2 separate regions of the Hordeum vulgare genome follow, and region 2 is linked to region 1. A link is a contact called in public Hi-C data. All regions are on one chromosome and are shown on one strand. The core of a region is the stretch at or near the end of the contact, and the rest is flanking DNA. Distances in the headings are between cores, read along the strand shown.

Region 1 (2,851 bases), core at 239-2,738:
CTCACAGCCTGCATGCGCTCACAGCCTGCATCTGCATGGGATCATGGCACGGTTTAGGACAACTCCAACCCAAGATCGTCCGCGTCCGCTAAAAGATAAACGGACACAATTAACGGTCCAACACGCTGTAATAAACGAATGAAAGAATGTCCGTTTTCTGTCTTTTTTTTCGATCCATTCTTTTCATGATTGGGCCGCGCTTGCGACGAAACGGACATTACGCGAACTGACAGAACGTGTACCCTTGTCCTCTTTTGTCCGCTCGTCAAGGACACACCCGTTCCATTTTTCCTTAATTTCGTCCAAATCCTTCCGTGCGCCTCTCCCCTCCTTCCTTCATGAACAGCGAACCAACAACCCCGGCGATGCGAGCTCACGCCAGCGGTGATCGTCAAACTTGACGCCAACTCGACTGAGAGGAGGGACCGACGTTTGAAGCTGGTGGGGATGAAGGCGGCTGCGGCCTACGCCGTCGAGGCCGTCGCGCGGCCTCAAGTGCAACATCTTGCCCACGTTGATGAGAAAGAATCCATCGTCTTAAAGACGCTCACCCTTCTTATGCAAGGTTTGGCACGACTACCGTCGGCCATCCTCTCGGTCGCTGCCATGGCCGGGAGGAGCACGGGATCATCGGCCGCTCGTCCTCCTCAGTACAGGTCGTCGGGCTCGTCCACCACACCAGGCCCACTGCCTTACGACCATGGGCAGACATGATTCTCCATGTCACCGGAGTGCGTCATGGTCGCTCCGGCCACGCCCGTGAGATGCCATCAACCTCAACGTGACGACGGGGTACAGTGACGCTGGCCACACATCCGACGGAACGCAAAGGAAGCAGCCTCGGGCGTTTTCGACGGCTAGCTTCACCGACGCTCGCAAGCCGTTCGACGAAATAGCACAACCGACAACCTTGATTGCTCCGCGTTCATGAAAAGCGTCATCTTTGAGGCCGCCGACTGTGTTGTTGTGTTGTTGATATGAGAATGCAGGTTGTATTTTATAGGCCGTGTGTTGTGTTGCCGGCCGTCGTGAACTAGTACGAAACTCAGTGGAGGACAAGGGATGACCAAAGATGTGGTCGTGTGTTAGACGCCTGACCGACACAAACACAAATTCAAACGGATGTGGTTTCATTTTCATTCTCAAAGGGACAAAATTTGAACGGACTTCCGCTTGTGGTCTTGCATTGGAGTTGTAGAGAGAGAGAGAGAGAGAGCGTACGTGTGTGGTAGTAGTCCGTGTTTCGCGGCACGATGTGGTAGGATGGGTGGTCATCTCTGCGGCCTCTGGTGGCTACTTCTGTACGTGCGCCACGGGGATGGGGGACCCAACCCCAACCCCAGCCCCAATCCCAACCAAACCCCCGCGCGCGGCCGGGCATGTACGAAGCTGATGGATCAGCGGCACCGGCAGCGGCACCGGCCGGCACGCTTGCCAGCCCAAGCACACGCACTGTAGCTCAGGCTGCATGCGCCGTGTCAGAGAGGGGGCGCGCCCACCCAGAGACGAGACGGGTAACGTCGCTCCCCCCTGACACACGATGACCCACGTGGCGCCGTGCATGCATGCGTGCCGGAATGGAGCGCTTGTCTCTTCTCACCCGGCCGGCCATCTTCTGCTTCCCCCGCTTCGATCGGACGTAGTACGTACTAACTACTCCCTTACTTATCACAAAAATAATACAAATAAATGTATCTGAATTAAAATACATCTAGATACATCCATTCCTACGACAAGTATTTCCGGATGAAGGGAATACTACGTGCTCGCTCTGGGTGCACAGTTCACCACAATCATGCAACGCGGCGCCATTTCTTTTCTTTTCCTTTCCTTCTCGAGAGTATTTGCCCTTTTCTTATGTGTGTGCATTTTATGGTTTGTGTGTTATGAACGTCCATCCAATCATGGACCAACCGTTTACAACGAAGGAAGACTGACGAGCCGGTATCTGTGCAGGAGAGTTGTCCGATGCGAAATGAACGTCACACAAATCATCAAGAGCGCCGGAACGGTCAAACTGTAGATGTTCTTCATAGGAGTCAGGCTAGAACAAGGCCGATAAGCTGGAAGTCATGCAGGCCGGAGCGTTAAGTATCGTGGCAATTCCCTACGCGTTGTTGCGAGAATTATTGACAATATATGTAGATGATATTTTGCTTATATAAAACGTGATATTACAATTAACAATACAAATATAAAAATATAAATATATGACATTTATTATACTTGATTGATAAGTTTATTGTTGCAAAATAGTATAATGTGAGTATAAAGTTCCTTTAAGTTGTTCACGTGGGTGTCTACTTCATTAAGAGAAAAATGGAGATGAGTAGTGATGACGACTCTCCCCGCACGTTGCTGTGATAACTTTGTTAAAAAAGGCAGATGTAGTTGGTAAGTCTAATGAAAATAAAGTACTCAAGGAAATGAGTCTAGCTCACTTGGTTAAAGGAGTGGATATACAACCCATACACCCAGGTTTAAGTCCCCATAGACGCGTATTTGAGTTTTTATTATTTAAAAAAAACTCATTGTGGGGGTTTCCCTTAAGAAAAAAGTACTCGATAAAAGAAACCGACTAAAAATAGAATAACATCCTTTGAATTATAGTTACAAATGCCATTTCAATAAAATGTAAAGGATGACTAACATGCAGTGGCGAATCTGGGAGGGGTGCTTCAACAGGCTTGAGTCCCCCTTCCAAAAATTAAGAAACAAAAATTACTAGTTTTCATCATCAAAAGTTTAACATTATTTGAACTAGAAAACTAAAAATTAGTGTTTTTTCTTCACATTGTTAACATTGAGCCTCCCTACATTTTCTGTCAAGATTCACCACTCCTAACATGAA
Region 2 (2,942 bases), core at 341-2,840, 290 kb before region 1:
GAGAATGTGATGAAAACAGAAGAAAATCCAAATTCAAATCAATGTGATGATACCGGGACCATTTTGGCAACCCCACGTGATGATTGCTAATTACGTGCTATAGGGCTTCGGCTCAGGGCTAATCAGACAAGGACGTGGAGTTACCTAAGATTTTTTGGGCGTGGCATCTTAATTTTCACGCATTGGTGAAAATTACCAGGAGATTAAAATTAGTACAGAAAAAACCAGAAAGATTTTCAGGCGAACGAGTTGGTGGATCTTTACAAGTAACGTGTTATGGGTGACTATAAACATGAGGTAAGAGCAAAGAGCAGCCTACTTCTCATAGTGGGAGCTGTATATAGTTGTCAAGATTGGTTGGTCTTATGGAGTTCATCTTCTAATTCAATCATGAAAAGGAAGAAAATCACACATTCAAGCCAGATAAATCAGTGAGGTGTTCCACCCTTGGACCATTGAATGTTTCCCCTTTTTACAGGTTATTACTGACAAACTGATTGCGGTGTTGGGGTTCATATAAACTGCAGGTAGTGTAATGGCATATATGATGAAACTTAGATCTGTGAAACTTGGTGTGTTTGTGTCCTTCAGATTATACAGAAAAAAAAACTCTTGTGTCTACGTGAATATTCCAAAGAGAGGGTATGGAGGGAGAAACAAGGAACTGTAATCATGAATCAATCAAGAGGAAATGACGTTGTAGGAAATTTTGGGAAATCTCTTACAAAAAGAAGCTGGACAGTTCTCTTCCCTTTACCAATAATACAAGGAAGCATTTCATACACTGGGAAGCACTCTAAATAGTGATGCTTCTTCGAGCATTGCATACCCTCGGAAGCACCCTAAATAGCTATGCTTCAATTAAGATGCCATCAGTGAATGAAGAACCGAAAAGGAACACGGCAATAAAGAATCTAAGCAACCAGCGCATTCATCACGGAGTAGTAAAGATCCAGAAAGCTTGTAGAGCCAAGAACACAAGCAGGTAATTAAGACGGTCAGAGGACATCAGTCCCCACTCCATACTTCCTAGCCATCCACTCTACATCTCCAACAGTGAAAAAAAGATGTACTCCTACCTAGTAGACCAACAACCCGCGTCGTCAAAGCAGCGGGACGGAAATAAAATTGTTTCAGAACCAGCTAAGCAGGAAAGATGAACAAAGATGTCACTACAGGTTGAAGAAGAGGATGAATTTGCTCAAAGAAGAAGAGGAAGAGGACGAAGAAGAAGAAGAATACTTACAGAGGCACCACTACACCATGCTGTTCTTGCGCTGTTCTTGGCGTCTCTGAATCAACAACAGTTGCAGGAGAGAGAGACAGCCGAAAATTATTGCAAGGGAGGGGGGAGATCTCAACCGAAAGATTCTTTCTCTTCTCTTCGCCCAGCTCAGCTCGGAGTGACTAGGGTGGGAGGGAGGTGCTGTGGTGTTGCCTGTTGGTGGTTCAGAGTGTGTATGCGTATATATGGAAGTGGGGGTGGAAAGGAGGGGAGGAGACAGGAGGCAGCGAGAAATTAGGGCACGCGAGGCAGACGCAGGGCAGGGGGGAAGGAAAAGACGGGGGAGGAAAAGGGACGGGCGGAAAGGAGAGGCGTCCGTATTTATAGACACGGAAGCAAACACAGGAAAAGCTAGCGAGCATGGCGTGGCATGGCATGGCCAGCCACAGTTGCGATGCGATGCGAGCGCCATCACCGTGCATGCAGCCAGAGCCAGGCACGGCCACACATGGACCATGCGCACATGGAGCCATGGAGAGACGGGGACGGACGTGCGTTCGTGCATCTCCCCTCTCCCTCTCCCTCTCTCTCTCTCTCTAGCTTGGTCGAGCTGACTTCACAGTGGCTGTGGAGCAGGGAGGAAGAGAGAGAGGGAGGCCATGCAGCCAGGCACTTCACTGTTGGAGAGGAGATGGAACAATGGCAACGGCAGGTGGAGCCTCTCTGGATGGATGGGCTCAAATCAAATAATTTCCCCCGCGCGTCTCTAGGCCATTTCCTTGCAGATGCGTGCCTCCTCCTTTTTCCTTTCGCCTTTGTTCGCCGGCCATGAAATTTACTGCCGCGCACTGTATTACTAGGGGGAAATGGCTGTGCCGTGTCCCCGAAACTGGCCCCTCCACTGTGCTTCAAACCCATGCATGATGCCGCGCAGAGAACGTCGACAAAAGTAATCCATGCAGCGAAACAAAAACAGAATTTGTGTAGAGGGGGGAAATAAAGAAGGGAATGAAAAAGGGTTCCCGTGGAGCAGCGTGCTCGATCCATCTCTGCGTGACCTTGTAAAACGCACTTTTGACAAGATCACTGCCTGGTATCGTTAAAGTGGATCCGTGGAGGTGGAGCACGAATCAAGATCACCTGAACAAAAGGTGGGGGGCTTCCTTCTCCTTGTTTAATGCTGGCATACTTTTTTTATGGAGGAGCAGCCAACTGTTTCATCAACGACTGAAAAGAAGCAGATACTGTTGGTTGTGTATAGAGGTTGCATCTTCATGGACGGAGCAGTCGTTATTAAAGAGCAAAAAAGATGAGAGTTCGGGACGGCTGAATCTTCCGGATGGGATCATGTCCGATGATGCACAACAACGACAATTACTACTGTTTACCAAGCGCGTGTGTTTCGAGGGCAAATAAATCTTGCAAAAAAAATTGGACGCTGCCATCCGAGGGAAAAGTTTAGGACTCCGCTGCAAATCTGTCATCAGAATTTATAGAGAAGAGTATACTTTTTATCCCTTAATTTTTGGTGGAGTCTGAATTTAATTTCTTAATTTTAGAATCAGATAACTTGCACCTTCAACAACTAAACCAGACGTGGTTCAACCCTGACCTCGACCAATGACCAAGGTAGAGGGTGGCCAGTATGGGTCATGGCCCATCCTACGATTTAAAAGTACCTTCTAGGAGTATATCGTAAGAAAAAGACTAAAAACTA

Evidence for each region. A called contact is a pair of places that touch in the nucleus more often than the background predicts.
Region 2: a Hi-C map of seedling shows a contact between it and region 1, with 2.5 times the contacts expected there. The contact joins the promoter of LOC123395453 here to the enhancer-like site in region 1. A contact is called at or near these places in 3 of 6 Hi-C or Micro-C datasets (leaf and seedling) and 1 of 1 datasets of contacts at active chromatin or transcription factors (embryo).

Annotation. Positions count from the first base shown.
Region 1 is chr5H:90,708,983-90,711,833 of MorexV3_pseudomolecules_assembly, reverse strand. No RefSeq gene overlaps it. Among protein-coding and RNA genes, the nearest start is that of LOC123395453, 290 kb to the left of the region's middle. Within about 2 kb of position 1,488, at least 3 of the 3 cell types and tissues checked have open chromatin away from gene starts, as enhancers often do. A contact at or near this core is called in leaf and seedling, where this site is marked.
Region 2 is chr5H:90,996,113-90,999,054 of MorexV3_pseudomolecules_assembly, reverse strand. It overlaps LOC123395453 (protein rough sheath 2 homolog), which reads right to left and starts at 1,590. Exons shown (of 2, transcript XM_045090456.1): 1 at 1,247-1,590.